3 separate regions of the Sus scrofa genome follow, and all the other regions are linked to region 3. The links are chromatin contacts, called in public Hi-C maps. All regions are on one chromosome and are shown on one strand. The core of a region is the stretch at or near the end of the contact, and the rest is flanking DNA. Distances in the headings are between cores, read along the strand shown. Region 1 has its middle 20 kb from the start of GPR156. Region 2 overlaps FSTL1 (follistatin-related protein 1). Region 3 overlaps GSK3B (glycogen synthase kinase 3 beta).

What was found. A called contact is a pair of places that touch in the nucleus more often than the background predicts.
Region 1: a Hi-C map of liver shows a contact between it and region 3, with 4 times the contacts expected there. The contact joins two enhancer-like sites. A contact is called at or near these places in 2 of 47 Hi-C or Micro-C datasets (both in liver) and 1 of 2 datasets of contacts at active chromatin or transcription factors (alveolar macrophages).
Region 2: a Hi-C map of liver shows a contact between it and region 3, with 5 times the contacts expected there. The contact joins two enhancer-like sites. A contact is called at or near these places in 19 of 47 Hi-C or Micro-C datasets (alveolar macrophages, blood, embryonic fibroblasts and 13 more) and 2 of 2 datasets of contacts at active chromatin or transcription factors (alveolar macrophages and skeletal muscle).

The regions. Positions count from the first base shown.
Region 1 is chr13:139,953,050-139,956,342 of Sscrofa11.1, reverse strand. No RefSeq gene overlaps it. Among named protein-coding and RNA genes, the nearest start is that of GPR156, 20 kb to the left of the region's middle. Within about 2 kb of position 1,717, at least 5 of the 83 cell types and tissues checked have an H3K27ac peak or open chromatin away from gene starts, as enhancers often do. A contact at or near this core is called in liver, where this site is marked.
Region 2 is chr13:139,883,073-139,886,289 of Sscrofa11.1, reverse strand. It overlaps FSTL1 (follistatin-related protein 1), which reads right to left. Exons shown (of 11, transcript XM_021070306.1): 3 at 3,132-3,217; 4 at 684-813. Among named protein-coding and RNA genes, the nearest start is that of FSTL1, 37 kb to the right of the region's middle. Within about 2 kb of position 1,454, at least 2 of the 83 cell types and tissues checked have an H3K27ac peak or open chromatin away from gene starts, as enhancers often do. A contact at or near this core is called in liver, where this site is marked.
Region 3 is chr13:140,294,925-140,298,078 of Sscrofa11.1, reverse strand. All of the region lies in intron 7 of GSK3B (glycogen synthase kinase 3 beta), which reads right to left. Among named protein-coding and RNA genes, the nearest start is that of NR1I2, 110 kb to the left of the region's middle. Within about 2 kb of position 1,903, at least 2 of the 83 cell types and tissues checked have an H3K27ac peak or open chromatin away from gene starts, as enhancers often do. A contact at or near this core is called in liver, where this site is marked.

The sequences.
Region 1 (3,293 bases), core at 468-2,967, 340 kb after region 3:
GAGTAGGATCCCTAACCTACTGAGTGAGGCCAGGGATTGAACCTGTGACCTCATGAATACTAGTCAGATTTAGGGAGCCACGGCCGGGAACTCCCTAAAGATTGGTTCTTAGTGCCACGGGATTTCCTTAAATCAGCATCTACAACTGCATGACCTTCTCACCTTCCTGACTGCCTAATTTTATGAGGGCATATGCCCCTGGGGCCTATTTCTTGGATCTAGTAGTATACGAATAGTCATGATGGCCTGATCTTGATTTGGTGTTCATAGGTGCATAAAGAGATTAGATCCTGGCTGGTTGAGGCTACAGGGCACATGTAGGAAAATCACTCTCACCTGGGTAATAGGCTCATTAATGATAAGCAGATCCCTTCAAATCTTGATTTGAGAAAAGAGACACCTTAATGTCAGATCAAGTACTTGGCTTTTGCTTTAAGATGATTTTGGGACTCAAAGGAGAAAAAATCCTATCATGCAATGAGCCCAGTGCTATCTGATGTGTCACCTAGCAGCTCATTTATTCCTCTCTGGGCCACGTGGTCAGGTGAAAGTGACAGGCACATTCTGGAGATCTGTGTCCAATGGCCAAGCTTTAGTTTTTGGGTGTGGATGTGTGTATATTTGCATAAGGTATTTGGTGTGTGCATATGTGTATGTGGGATTGTGTAAGGATATGGACTTACCTGAATGTAAATACTGATTTGACCCTGTTCAAGTTCTCTCCTTAATGGTATATTGAAGAGATTATATGTACCTGAGAGTCCAAAAAAAAAAAAAAAAAAAAAAAAAGGAAAGGAGTAAATCCCTTTGGAATAGGTTTACAATAATTAACATGTACTTAACTATGTGTGGCACTGTACCAGCAATATGCATAGATAACTTCACTTTGTGTCACATATCAATCACCAAACTTCCATAAGACACTCAGCCAAGTGTCCTTTTCTCCTCCTGAATACATCAATTCCTGCATTGACACTAAAAGGCTGCTTCTTAGGAACACTAGTCAGGAAGCTTCTTGACAGTTCCACTGTCAAGAAATCTCTTCTCATCACAATATCAAGTTGTTTTATTGCTGTGTTTATGTTTCAACTGCACAGAACTGTGATCTTGTTCTCTCATTTTTCTCTTCCTTACAAACAGATGTTGCACAAACACGGGCAGGCATGTTGAAAGTGTGTGCATTGACTTTTCTAGTGGTGGGAGGAGTTTGGGATTGGGAGAAACAACAGAGAGAGAGTATCGAGGAAGGGAACAGCAGCATTTGGGAGACAGGCAAAGGCAAAGGCACTAAAACAGTATAATGTGCGCGTGTGCGCACACACGCACACACACTCTCTCTCACAAAACACTTTGGTCTCACTAGTGTCATTGAGCCTGTCAACAGACATAAATAGTTTGAAAGTTGCCTTCATATTAATCTGGCTAGCACAGAGCATAAGAACCTTGGGAAATACTTCCTCTAGTGACAATTATTAAACTTCAGGATTGCTAAAGAAGTAAAATCTTCTCTAAGGTATTTAAAAATAGGATAGGTTCTTACCTTGATAGTTGAGGTGTCCTGTTGTGTCAAGTGGTCTGATGATGACTTCTCAAACCCTCTCTGCCAAATCTTTGATTCTGTGATCACTTAGAACCAGAGGGAAATTCATACAGCAGGCCAGGGTTAAAAATGTAATTACAGTTATGCCACAGCTGAAGTCATAGGCATCTAGCAATCATCTGATTCATTTTTATCCATTGGTCAATTACACACATGCCTTTCTTTTATGAGATGCTGCCCTCAACAGAAATAAAAAAGATTCTTTGTTTCAAAGCTGCCCATTGACTTGTCATCCACTACAACAAACCCTTGGAAGTGACATAAAGGGAAGAATTTTAATTGTAGATTCAGGGGCAAAGTTCTCATTACCCCACTAACATTGCCCCTGGCTGCATATGCATTGGTTTGGGAGGAAGGATTAAAAGACCTAAGTAGAGGTGACTAAAAAGGGTGTGGTGAGTGATGCAAGAACTTACAAATATTTGAGAGCTACAAAAATAGAAAGGAGTTTTGAACACAGATAATTGTAGACTCAAAGTTAGGAAAGACCTCAGAGATCATCGTCAAGGTTACAAACAAGTTAAAATTTAAAAGGACAAAATCCTAAAATTGTAGAAGTTTTCTAGTTGTAACATAAGCTTAATTTCTAGGAAGTTAAATTTATTTTACAAATCTTTAATTAGTTCAGCTTTTAAGCAACATAAAATCTAGTCTTTATTCATAGAAAGAAAATACCCATAGTAACACTTTAAGCATATTGTTTTTTCTTTGAGTTTCCATGGCTTCTTGAGCAAGTTTAATTTTCCATTTAAATCTTCCATATATTTAGAGGTCTCAAGATATCAGTGTTATTCAGATATCATTAATCAGTAAAATAATCATGTAATTTCATAATAGACCTAGAAGAAACTGGGGCAGAAATATTATAAGCATAGTACTTATAAAAATGTGTAGCTGAGTTGAAATTTTCTGTTTCCTATCAAGAGAATTTATGTTTATGAATGATCTACAGTGTTTTCTTCGAGGCAGATGTCCACATTTTCCTATCTTTCTTGGTAATGTCAACTTGTCCATCACTGCTGCTTGGGATGTTTGCCATTTGTTTACCCGTGGTCAACATATGACTCGATAAGGTTTTCCTCCCTTGTGGCTTTAACCTGCAATATCTGACCAAGGTATCCTTTTATGAAAGTTCCTGAACACAATGATCTGTTTTGCTGCTTCTGTGTTCCATGATTAAGCAAATACTCTGAAACTGCCTTCAGTATGGCCAATCCACTTGACTATTCCATATTACACCCACAAAGTATTTTCAGTTCAGGAAAAAATGTAACTGACAGGGAGAAGCAAAGAATGTTGGATTAGCAATCAGTGCCAGGTCTAAAGGAGATATTCAATTAAAAAAATTTCAATGGATGGATTCTAGCCCCAGCTGTCACAATCTTAAGAGGACTTGGGCACATCACTTTATCACTTTGGGCCCTTTTCTCATCTATAAAAATCCTACTTCACTAACCTCGTTACCACAAAGGGACTTTCATGGAACTATCACCCTTGCTGGACCTATCACTACATAACTGAGTCATGTAGCAGAGCTTCTGCAACTACTGATGCCAACTCTACCTCTGGAGGTCAGGTGTCAATGGGTCTGAGGATGGGACCTGTATTTTTGTATATTTTGAAAGTTCCCACGGTGATTCTAATGTGTAACCAGGGTTGAAAAAGTCTGCGTAAGAAATATTCTTAGATCTTA
Region 2 (3,217 bases), core at 205-2,704, 410 kb after region 3:
CCCTTTGTGGCTTAGCGGTTAACAAACCTGACTAGGATCCATGTTTGATCTCTGGCCTTGGTCAGTAGGTTAAGGATCCGGTGTTGCTGTGCGCTGTGGTGTAGGTCACAGATGTGGTTGGGATCCCGAGTTGCTGTGGCTGTGGAGTAGGCTGGTGGCTACAGCTCTGATTTGACTTCTAGCCTGGGAACTTCCATATGCCTCGGGTGGGCAGGAGGCTGATGTCTAATTAGCACAAGCTTGGGACCCCTCCCTCCTACCCTAATGGCAATGGTTTGAGTGTAAATTAGAGGAAATACAATATTATCAGGGATGAGAGATGCCCAAATTTAGAATTCATGGGGTATGTGAAATTTGCCTGCTTTCTAAAAAGGTACAGAATTCAGTTAACTACATATTATCGATAGTTGATGTGGTCCCCTACCCACTATCCAGATGAAGACAGTACTGGAAGCCGCCTTAGGGATCTGAGGCAGGGAGCACAGGGTAGAGGCCTACGCTACCCAGGGCACACCCAGCAGGCTAATGAGCACCAAGGGAATGCCTCTTTAGGTAACTGGGTGGTCTCTACAGCTTTGGGTGCTGTGCTCAGGGTGGAAAGGACCCCAGGAAGCCAGCCCACAATGCTCCGTTCCCTGGCTCCCTGGCTGGAGCTGCGATGTGGTGATGAGAGCACTCCTTACCTTTGCAGTGTCCATCATAATCCACCTGGATTTTGGATCCAGTGAGGCAGGCATCTCGATGCAGCTCACAGTGGTTGAGGTAGGTCTTGCCGTTGCTGCCACACACAGGCCTCTTGTGAGGTTTGCATTGCTGAAACAGACATGGAGGACATTGGTGCAGTCAAGGTTGAGTGTGTGTGCACGCGCGCACACACACACACACACACACACAAATACAAAGCCATCTTGTGAGAGGAATCCCTTCCAGGGATGACTTCTAAACTGCCAGGACACAGGGAGCCTCAGCTCTGGCATCAGTGACCCTACCCAACTCGTGTTGGAGGGACCCCAAATGGTGCTCTGTGCTGATCCTGGCCCAGGGTCATCTCTTCTACTCAGTGAGAAAAAATAACACTCTGCTACCCCAACACTATCAAATTAGCAGAAGGGCATTTTATTAAAAGTCAGGAATATGGATTATCTGCCACTTTATTACTTTGTAGAAAGTCTCTCAAGATCTCTGGATGATCTAAGATCCCTTACAATTTCAACATTCTATGACACAAAACAGAGCCAAGAGCTGGGAATGTGGAGAGACCGAAAGGCAGGTAAACACACAGCCCCACATCCCATCACCCCAATTCTTCAATAATTCCAGGGTCTAGCTCAAAGAATCTTTGTATTCTTGCTTTGTTTAGTATTTTGTTTTCCCCCTCATCTCACAGCAGTTGTTGTGAGGCAGGGGGAGGGGTGCCGGGTCTCTGTGAAGTTCTACAGAGGATCATTCTGGACAGGGAAATGGACTCAAGTTCACTTGGCACCTCGATTCTATTTTGGCTATTTAAAGTGCCATGCTTACGGGCAAGCTTGGTTTCTTTAGACTTTCATGGTTTCTGAAAGGGGGAAGGGGAACGCAAGTTGTGCTCAGATCTGATAAAGGCACCAAAGCCCAAAAGAGTAAATGTAGTAAAAGAACACCAAATCCTGGAAATGGAAGGTAGCCCAGCCAGATAAACTTCACTGAACCAACACTTATCACTGGGTTCTTACTATGTACTGGGCCCTGAACAAAGGCAAACATGGTCTGTCTTCATGGCATGGAGTGGCAACTAATTTGTTAAAATCACATAACAATATGTAGACAAGCTGAGGCTAGATGCCAGGTTTCTGGACCCTAGACAGTCACAGTAGCCTGCTACACCTCTAGTGAGGACCTCTCAGGGTCCCCAGCAGACCTGGTTTGCAGGTTTCTGAGTTGAAGGACTTCCTTTCTGAGACGATGGGTCAGGATCCTTTACCTGGGGACTAAAATGGGTGTATTTACTTGTAGAAATACAGATGAATTTCCAGGCTTGGGTTTGTCTAAAAAAAGGGGGAAAAAGGGCGACATCTAGGCTATTTATATTTGCCAAGAGTGAGAATCCTGCTTATGAAAGAAATATTTCTCAAAAGCTCACTTTGCTTTTTAAATTTCATTAAAAATAAAACCAAACCTGAAAAATCTGATTCTATCTTGTATTTTTAAAATGTTCATATCTTTGACCCAGCAAGTCCCAGTGAAACTCAAGCCTACAGAAATAATGACAGCAGCATGTCAGAATATTTGCACAAGGATGCCATTGTTTATAGTGGTAAACAACCCATGACACAACCTAAATGTCTATCTATAGGAAAATGATTACCTAAGTCTGGTTCTCTTGTATGACTATTATTGAGCTATTAAAAATGAGTTAAGGCGTTCCCGTCATGGCTCACTGGATAATGAATCTGACTAGGAACCATGAGATTGCGGGTTCAATCCCTGGCCTAGCTCAGTGGATTAAGGATTCGGTGTTGCTGTGGCTGTGGTATAGGCCGGCAGCTACAGCTCTGATTACACCCCTAGTCTGGGAACCTCCATATGCCACAGGTGAGGCCCTAGAAAAGACAAAAAAAAAAAAAAAAAAAAGGAGTTAAAACTATATGTGCTGACCTAGAGAGAACATTGTTATGATATATTAATAAGTACAAAATGTGAGTTGCATATATCTAGAGCTGTCTATATTATGATCTCATTTTTACATAAAATAGGGAGAAATCTTAGATAGTTGCATAGAAAAAATGAACATGTAGAACAAATATATACTGAACTCTTAACACCAGTTACCTAAGACCAATGGGATTTGAGGGTTACGGGAAAGATTATTAATTTTATGTTTGTATAAATGTCTCTACTATCGACTTATATAAAGCAACTGTTAATTTTGTAATTTAAAAATCTTATAAAGGTAAGTAGTGTTTAAAAAGAAAAGTATCCCTACATTCACATCTGATTTTTACCTTCTGAGATAAAATTTTCACTTCTTTCAAATACACAAGGTGTGCTTTTATAAAGATAATGAAATCATGGGCACTGCTGACTGGTAGCTCCAGCAAGGTAACCACACCTGCCTTGGCCACTGTCCTCTGGCTTCCGACCTTAGGACTTACCTCAATACAGAGGCAAGTGGGCTCTCCCTTCTCTGTGACTGCACATTCCCGGCCGGCTCCACAAAACACATTGGCACAGATCTTGG
Region 3 (3,154 bases), core at 654-3,153:
ATTATAAAAAGTTATCATTATTAAAAAATGCTACCTTCTCCAAGCCTTCAGAAGACTCTTTTTCTAAATAACCCTACTGCTATGGTAGAAGTGGCAAAGGACCATGCTATGTAATGGAATCTATGTTTGTGAATTCTTGATAGAAGGTCTCCCAAAATATTTTATTTTTATCTAGATGTCTGAAACCCCATCAGATATTTCTTAAGGTTATTTTAACTAGGATGTTAAGGAAGAATGTAAGAAAAAATAAATCTTATTTTAAGTCCCTTTTTACAAATGCTTTGAAAATCCAAGCAGTTTTTGATACTCAGGGGTTAACTGGCATAATGAGATTCTGTTCTGATAATCTTACATATGAAATCAACCTCAGAAAGCTAAATGTTTGTCAAGCTTAAAAATGATTTTTCATCACTTTTAATTCCATTCTGCCTTATACTTTCAACTTACTCTGCAGATGATATAAATTCTAATTTTATTCTAAATATTTTGTAAAACTTTTATTAGAGAATAGGTAGGGAGTTAGCTCAGTTTATAAAATTCTTGTGTTACTCATTCTGTAAATTATTGGCATGGACATTTACGCCAATGAAATTTAATAAACAACAATTACAACAATCACTAACTTTTCTTATTAATTCACAGGTAATCCAAATTCATGAATGAACAATGATCTAGCAGCTTAGTTCAATTTAAATATTTACTGAAAACTATTTTGGTGCCCTCAGATATTAAAACATACCAATAAAACAAAGTCCCTCCTCAGAAAGTTTATAAAATAATTAGGCAAGACTACCACATATAAAATTTATGAAGTTTGCTGTACAATTGTTCATTTTTTGCATACATTCAAATTCAGAGAGAAGTGCATCTATTTTATTGGGCAGAGAAAAACAGACTAACATAGAGTCCCTAGTTACCAAACATTGACTAACATTTCAAAAAAAATTGAGACAAATTGGGCACATGTAAGACCACCTTTCATGGAAAACTCAAATCTATTTTGAAGTCCTAATTAGCAGAAATGACAATGTTTGTTTAAAATATAAAATGTCCTAATAACGTTTAACTTTGAAAGTTAACCTATAGACAGGATCAATAGGATTCAGAGCTTTACCTCGAGTGCGTGTGTATGCGCACACCGCCCCCACCCATGTCTATTAACCTCAATGTAATGTATAACTTCAGGTCACCAAATAGGTGGTAAACTAATACTGATATTTCATATATCCTGGGCAGTACTACTTAAGAGTGTAAAAGGGACTGAGAAGCTTGATATTCCAAACTGCCCCGGGATGTTAGTTCTACTATATCATCCTCAGTAGGGTGATGACTATGTATAAATACAAGATAGCAAGATAACATATAAACGAAAAGAGTGTTTTATTTTAGAGTTGGCGTACTATGACAAGTTGATCATGGACCAACTTGCAACAAATAAGCCCTAAAGAAAAACAAAGTCTTAAGCCATTAATAACCAACAGTTTCTACTAAAATTAAATAAGCACAAAACAATATGAGCAGAAAGTTGAATTACAAGGACAAAAAGTGGTAATATAATCTCTGGACTTAAAGGTTTATAAGATATGATGGCAAGGATGAGATATATACTTACCACAGATATCTACCTTAGCTTCCTGAGCAATTTCATTTGTATCATGTATGAATTCGTTAAAAGTAATGACAAGTAATAAATCATTACAAAATTCTAAACTATAATCCTAGAGAAATGACACAGTTCTAATATTCCAAACATATATGATAAATAGAATGGCAATATGCTCAAAGAACTATGTAACTGAAAACCCAGGGATAGAAGAAATGCTGACTGGTTGTACTAAATAATGATCAGCAAACTATGGCCCAATCTCTGTTTTTTGCAGGGTTCATGAACTATGGTTGGACTTTAAAGATAACCATTTGCAATCACTTTGATGATACAAAACACTGACTTTGAACTCCAGTTAAGAGAAATGTTATAGCATCTCCCCCCAAAAATTCCATTCCTCTAATTAGTAGGCTCATTTTATTCAATTATTATATTAGTTTGAATTTCATCAATGAAAAATTTGTGGAATATTTTCTTTTGTTATATATCTGATATCCTTAATTTGCATTTTAGCCCACAAGTGTTTTAATATTTTACCTAGCCTTTTACAGAAAGTTTGCCAACTCCTGTATTAGAATACTAATTTTAATAATAATAAGGAATATACACAGGCCTTTTAAGAAACAAGGAAATCAAACTATCTGAACTTAGATTTGAATTTAGTGTGAGAATCAGGAAGGAAGTAGATCTGTTGATCTAAAATTAAGGGTTCAATCTGAAACTAAACGATGGTTACAAAAAAAAAAAAGACAGCAAATACCAATGGTCTCAGGTAAATATCTTAAGACATTACATAGATTCTTGCTCACATGTTGGTGTTTTCAACTACACTTGCATACACTGATACCTAGGAAAATCATCTTATCAAAAGTAACATATTTTTATAAAATACAGTACAAGGATTCTAAAATAACTTAATCATAAGTTACTCCTTAGTCCAGGATACAACTAGCTACTGAGGAGTCAAGCCCTCAGTGCAATAAAAACTAAATTGAAGCTGTCCAGATACAGAAAAGGCTGTATTCCAAAGTATCCGATGCTGGAAGTATTTAAGAAAACAGTTGAAGACCACTGTCAGGAATGTAACTAAGAAGGTTCTTTCATTTGATGGAGAACTGGACTACTTAACCTTTATGGAGATTTTTAATTTTTCACTTCTATGAGACATTTGGAAAATCAAGAATAAAGCCCAACAGGCAGTTGGTGTTATTGCTTTGGACAAACTATAACCTTTCAACCAATCTAGTGGTCTAAATACAGAGACATCAGGTATTTTTAATGGGGGTGAGAACTTATTTAAGATCTCAAGTGTTAAAAACTTTAAAATTGCAGTGCTGCTTTCCTTAAGAGACAATATTAATTCTAAGATAATAATTCTTTGGATCTGGTGTTTTTAATAAAGGTATTGACAGACCTAATAAATAAAATTGTATTAAACCCATAAGTCAAAATTATGCTTCTATCAAGCGTTCTACTAGTACATATCATACTTTCATTTTATAAATATTTAAATATTGAATAAATACAAGCATCTCCTATGTGCTCGGT